Linked DNA regions of Mus musculus: region 1 is linked to region 2. A link is a contact called in public promoter capture Hi-C data. All regions are on one chromosome and are shown on one strand. Each heading gives the region's core, a stretch centred on a gene start, on an enhancer-like site or on the middle of the called end of the contact. The rest is flanking DNA. Distances are from core to core; before and after follow the strand shown.

Region 1 (2,761 bases), core at 256-2,755, 80 kb before region 2:
CCTTCCTTTCTTTCTTTCTTTTTTCTCTCTCTCTCTCTCTCTCTCTCTTTCTTTTTTAACGTAACAGAACTGACCTGTCCCATAAAGAAATTGGTTTGCACAAACTTCCCACAGCTGTGAGTGGCCCCTGGGTACATTCACTGGTCACTCAGAGGCAGGAGGACAAGCTGGGTAAGCAGGGCCGCTTCCTCTCCAGGACATAAAAACAGTGCTCACCTGTGCCAGCCTGAAATCCACACAACGCTCTGTCAGCACTGGGGGGTTGCCGTGAGGCTGGGGCATGCTCTCTGTTCATCCAGTCTTCCCTCCATTGCTCTACACTCTCCAAAGACAGGCTGGCACAGACGCCCTCAGTACCTAAGGAAAAACAGGATTTGGCCTGGAGTCGTCCAAACCACACACTGTGTTTAAGCGGGCTATGGTTGGACCATGTGACCTAGAAGAATCTAAATGGGCCTATGTCTGAGGTGGAAGAGTGATGTGTGTGTGTGTGTGTGTGTGTGTGTGTGTGTGTGTGTGTGTGTGTCTGAGAGTTTCCAGGGCTTTCTTGCAGAAGTGTGCTGGCCACTCGCAGAAGGTCCCTCCCAGAAGGCAAAGACATTTGTAACCTAAAATAGGAGCTGAAGCCCCACCCAGCAGGAAAAAGTCCTCCCAGCGAGTACAAACCAGTGCATGGAACCTTGCCACATGGATGAGGGTCTTGTCCCTCTGTCCCTGGCACAGGGTGACTCAGGACAGTGGACACTCCAATCTGGATAGCAGGTGACACCTGGCACCCCTTACTATCCTTGCACCAATGGCTGCAGCTGCATCTCGGAGTTGCCTGGGATGGGGCTGTGCCTAGACATGACGCCAGATTGCACATCTGCTTGTGTCGTCTCTCTGGGCCTTGCTCAGGATGCCATGATGCTGGCTGAGATGAGTTTTGAAGAGAGAGCCCCAGCCAGATGAAGGTAAACGGTCTTGAGAATACTTTAAAGATCTCAAAGTGCAGTGGGCTTTACCCTCACCCCTGCCCGCTCCCGGGTATGCCTACTTCTGCAGTGTTGCAGGCTGGTCATGCGGTATCAGCCCCAAGCTGCCCTGTGGTACTGGTCTCAGGCAGTTCCTTCAGCCTCCTGAGTGCTGTAGGAGAGCCATCCCAGCGCTGTGCCTGGGGCCTCTGGGTAGTTCCTGTGTGGCGTACTGCTGTCTGACTTGAGGGGTGGGGGTGGGGAATGGTGTTAGAAATCCATTAACTGGGGACCTGGACTCCTGAGTGCATTTTCAGCCCTGAATGCCAGATGCTGCCCCGGAGAGGAAGAATCTAGTGGGAGAGAAGTCTGAGGAGGCACTAATGTCTCAGGTCTCATCTCAGTGGCCCCCCTTTTCCCCTCCCTACCTGGTGTGTGATGAGCGGCTATCAACCCACAACTCCGGGCCAGCTTCCTATGTGTCCCTGTGTGTCCCCCTCCTGGCTGCGAGGTCAGTGTGGTAGCATTCAGCTCAAGGACTCTAAGGCCAGTGGGGCCACCTCTGGTACTTCCTTATTTGATGACAATTCTCAGGGTGGCTACTGGCTATGACCTTCCTAATGGCCTTTGACAGTTCTGCAAAACCCTATTGTGTCACTCCTGAGAATGGCCCCTTGCGTATCAGGCTTCCATGACAGGATGTGGCCTGTGGGCTCACCGGCTAGCCTCCTTTGCCTCACTTGGGCTTTGTCCCACAGTGAGTGCCTAGGCCTTCTCCTGGGGACTGAACAGGCAGGCACAGACGTAGGGTGGGGACCCTGGGGCTGATAACCCTCTTTGTTTCAAATTCTGTTTATCTGCTGGTAAGGGAAGTATAGACTGCTCTGAGGCCCACCACTGTGCCCTCTGTGTGTCACACACCCTGTCCCCTGGTGAAGAGACAATCCCATGTTAACAGTCTTCTTCTGGAACCATCTTCTACTTGTCACAGAGAGGTACCTAGTGGCACCTCCAGGCCCAAAGGGAGGAGCTCTGGGGACAGGCCGTGGAACTAGAGGCTCTGCAGCTTAGCTGGAGCCGAAATGAGGTAGTGACCAGCCTGCCCCAGCCTCAACAGCTCAGACACTGGAACTTCAGAGGGACTGCAGCGCAGGCTGCAGTCAGTGCACAGATGTGTAGCCCAAGCCTTTATACCTTGGTGTGGCCCTGCATGTCCTCGGGTCCTAATGTTTCCCCTGACTCATGCTGGACCTTAGGCTGAGCCAGTCCGTGGGACACCCCTGGCTCTTGGGTGTGCCTAGACAGAACTGTGGCTCCTCTCTCCACATTCACTATTGTGTGAGCTTTGGAGTTAGACACCCATCTCCAGGCCTTAGTGTCCTGGGAAGTGAGCAATGATAGCCCCCGAGCTCAGGTTGGCCTCTGGGTATGGTGGCTCTCCTGGATGGTGCTGGGTAAATTGATTCTCATGGGCGTTGCAGGGCCCCAGCCATGAACTAACCACCTCCCAGACCATTCCAGCTCAGTGACCACTTCCTTGATGTCACAGGTCTTCTTCAGTTTAAGACCTAAAGCTTAAGCCTAAGCTTGTGATTGCTTGGATGTGTGCTGTTGGCCCCAAAGTGCTGGCCGGAACCTTTGCTCTGACCTGGTAATAGAATCCAGGGAGCTGTGTCCCTGGGCTGCATGCTCACGCTGCTGCAAGCATTTAGAAGCATGTGGCCCCTACATTGCGTGCATATGCTGCCGTGGGAATTCAGAATTGAGGAAGACGTGGCCCCAGACTGCATGCTCATGCTGCTGCAAGC
Region 2 (2,983 bases), core at 442-2,941:
CTGTCCTTGATAGGCCTCGGTCTGGCCCCAGGAAGGAGCTTCCTCACTGACAATTTGTTCTCTTTAGGGAGATGGGGTCTGTGTCTCTTTGTCTCTCGGGTTTGCTGTCACTCTAGTTCTGTCATGCATACGTGTGCCTCAGTTTCCCTGACTATAAAATGGGGGTTGAATAAGAAAGCATAGGTGGCACTCCATGCTTGTTATTTGAGCACTCAAGAGACGGTGGCAGGATTGCTGCAAGTCTGAGACTGACTGGATTACTAGAGACCTGGGACACAACTACTACCATTAGTCTATTTTTGTCTTGATTCTGTATTTTTGTTGCTTGTTTGTTTGTTTGTTTTTAAAGACTGGGTCTCGTATAGTCCAGGTTGTTCTCCTCATACTAGATGTGTAGCTGAGGATGGCCTTGAACAGCGGATCCTCCTGCCTCGACCTCCTGGGCACTGAGAGTAGAGGCATCCGTCAGTACTCCTAGGTTCTGTGGTGCCGAGGACACAATACGCAGCTCGGTGAATGCTGGGTAAGCTCTCTATCCATTGAACCACTTCCCCAGCCCCCAGCAGTCTGCATTTTGCTTCATTCTCCAAGCTCCTGCTGTGTGCCAGGTCTGGAGCCAGGCTCCAGTAGGCTTCAGGAGAAAAACATTAGATCCGTTAAACAACAAGCCTACAGCGCCACCGGCCTCAAGACCTCCAAAATGTGCATTGGGGCAGGTTGCATGTTCTGTCTCCTGATCCCAAAACAAGTTCTGCAATGGCATGACAGCCAGGTCAGGAGGGACAGATGCCCCTGGCAAGACAACAGCCTCAGCAGAGGGCCACCAGGTGGAGTCGGCCAGGATTGCAAACGTTCATGACATCAAAGTAGACACTCAGAAAGACAATGTGCAGTAAAGCAGCATGACATACGTGGTGGGACAAAACGGACCCTTCCTCCCCAGGAAGCAAGAGAGAGCATAACGAAGAGGCTAGGGTCCCAACAACCTAACTTCCTCCCAGTAGCCCTGACCACACTATAGCATCACCGTGGGGACTGTGCCCTTAACCCAGGGGCCTTTGCGGGGCAGGGAACACTGTGGGGCCAAATCATAGAGCAACCAACACCCTGGCTGTGACATATTAGCAGGAGTAGACTCTCAGGAGGCTTTGGAGATGGCTTTCATTTCTCAGTTGGGTGTGGCCATTGGCTTCTAAATGGCTACTATTGCGTTTATAATGGAGAAAATGGAATTTGAAAAGAAATGCTAGGGCCAGTTAAAGAAGCAGACACCCGGCTCTGGGAGGGAGCGGGCCAGAGATCAGGAAGGGTGTGGCCAGTTCTTGTCCTATCTCTTGGAGATGAGACTATAGACTTGGACACGTGTGAGGGTGGAGCCCTTCGATCCTTTTAGTACTGGAATTTGTCATTCATAGGTAGGGCTAGCCTGAGCTGCCCGCGACCTCAGCTTCAACCCAACAGGCACGCTTGCGTGTTGGGTGGCCCATCCTTCCGCAGCGCGGGTTCCCTGCGACCCCGCCCCAGGTGGACCCGTTGAGGCCGGGCTCTCCAAGAGGCCGCTCCCTGTCCGCGCCGCTGGGGGCCGCCCGCGGGCCGCGCCGTCCCGGGCGCGCCGTGCGTTACTCCCCGGTCCCCGCGCGCGCAGCTCCGCTCAGGGCGGCCCCGCGCGGCGACACGATCGGGGCCGGCGCGCGGGCTGAGCGGTGGCGATGGCGCAAGGCGGGCGGCGGGCGCGCGGCGCGGGGCCCTAGCGGGGCGGGCGTGCTCGGGACGGCGCGGTGGCCGCGCAGCCATGGCCGGGGAGCGGCGCCGGGCGCTGCTGGAGCTACTGACGCGGCCGGGGAACACGCGCTGCGCTGACTGCGGAGCCCCGGGTAGGTGCGGGACGGGCGGAGGCGCGGGGTGCGGCCGGGTGGACAGGACTGCGTGGGGGGCGCGGGGGATGGGGACGCGCCACGCGCTGGGTCCTGGCTGGGTTGGGGCGCGGCCCGGGTGCACCTGCCGGCGTCAGGGACTGGCAGTGGTGAGGCGCAGCATCCGGAGGGCACCTCGCGGGCTCCGTGCGACCTGTGCCGCCGACTCCCCTCCCCCGCCGGGCTGCGTGTCACGCTGTCACCCGCAGCCGCCTCCCCTCCCCAGCCTTGCGAAACCTTGGCGTCTCGGGGTATTAAAAAAAAAGAGGAAATCAGCAGGGGCGGTTGGCTTGCAAGGAAAGCGGCCAGTGAGCCCAGGGTGTCTGCCAGGGAGTATGGGGTCCACCTGGTTCCCAGCTACCTGGAGATGACGTCATGGCATCCCTGCCTGGGGCCACCGTCTTGTACAGACTCAAGGCTGGGGGAGGATGCAGAGCCTTGGGTGGCCCTGTGAGGACATTCTGGCCATGTGCCTTTGGCTCTCTCTACCTAGCTTCTCTGGGATCAGGACAGTCGGGGACAGGTGGGAGTCATAGACGCATATGTCAGACATCTTCCAGACTTTGTCCCTTGGTTGCTCCAGGTTTGGAAGGATTTGTAGGGGCCAGAACACAGGGGCTCAGGATTGGCTATGGAAAAAGGGCCGGGTTCTCTGACCAGCTGGCAGGCTCTGAGAGCTGGCCCTCCCAGGCCGATCCTATCTGGGTATGCAGGTGGGGACAGGGCATTTCAGGGATATCAGGGGGCCCTAGCATGAACCCCTCAGAACATACCAGGAATCAATTCCTTGGGGACTTAACTCTATCTCCCTGAGATGCAGGCGGAAAGCCTGCAGTCTGTAAATAGGACCTCCTTCCCATCTCTCCCCCACATCCCCGCCTCTGGGCTGAAGAGTGCCAGCCTGAGGCTGAGAATCTGCTAGCCAATAGTAAGTGCATGCCACCCCAGGGGCCCTGGTGTCCCTGGGAGGAGACATTGACCAAGCTTCAGTGGGAAGTAGGCAAGATGAAGTAGCCCTTTCCTGGTCTCTTGGGGCACCGCAGGGCCCTGACGGTGGTGCAGCGGGGTGG

Evidence for each region. Capture Hi-C pulls out chosen DNA fragments and counts their contacts.
Region 1: a promoter capture Hi-C map of pancreatic islet shows a contact between it and region 2. The contact joins the promoter of C130050O18Rik here to the promoter of Adap1 in region 2. A contact is called at or near these places in 5 of 39 promoter capture datasets (the C10 cell line, the SN4741 cell line, liver and 1 more), 6 of 484 Hi-C or Micro-C datasets (B cells, the HL-1 cell line, brown adipocytes and 3 more), 2 of 115 datasets of contacts at active chromatin or transcription factors (the HPC-7 cell line and embryonic stem cells) and 3 of 9 other capture datasets (adipose tissue, liver and pancreatic islet).

The regions. Positions count from the first base shown.
Region 1 is chr5:139,404,028-139,406,788 of GRCm38.p6, reverse strand. It overlaps C130050O18Rik (RIKEN cDNA C130050O18 gene), which reads right to left and starts at 1,505. Exons shown (of 3, transcript NM_001384195.1): 1 at 1,382-1,505; 2 at 217-357. The coding sequence starts at 295. All of the region lies in intron 2 of 3110082I17Rik (RIKEN cDNA 3110082I17 gene), which reads left to right.
Region 2 is chr5:139,324,172-139,327,154 of GRCm38.p6, reverse strand. Adap1 (ArfGAP with dual PH domains 1) reads left to right here and starts at 1,691. Exons shown (of 11, transcript NM_172723.4): 1 at 1,691-1,874. The coding sequence starts at 1,793.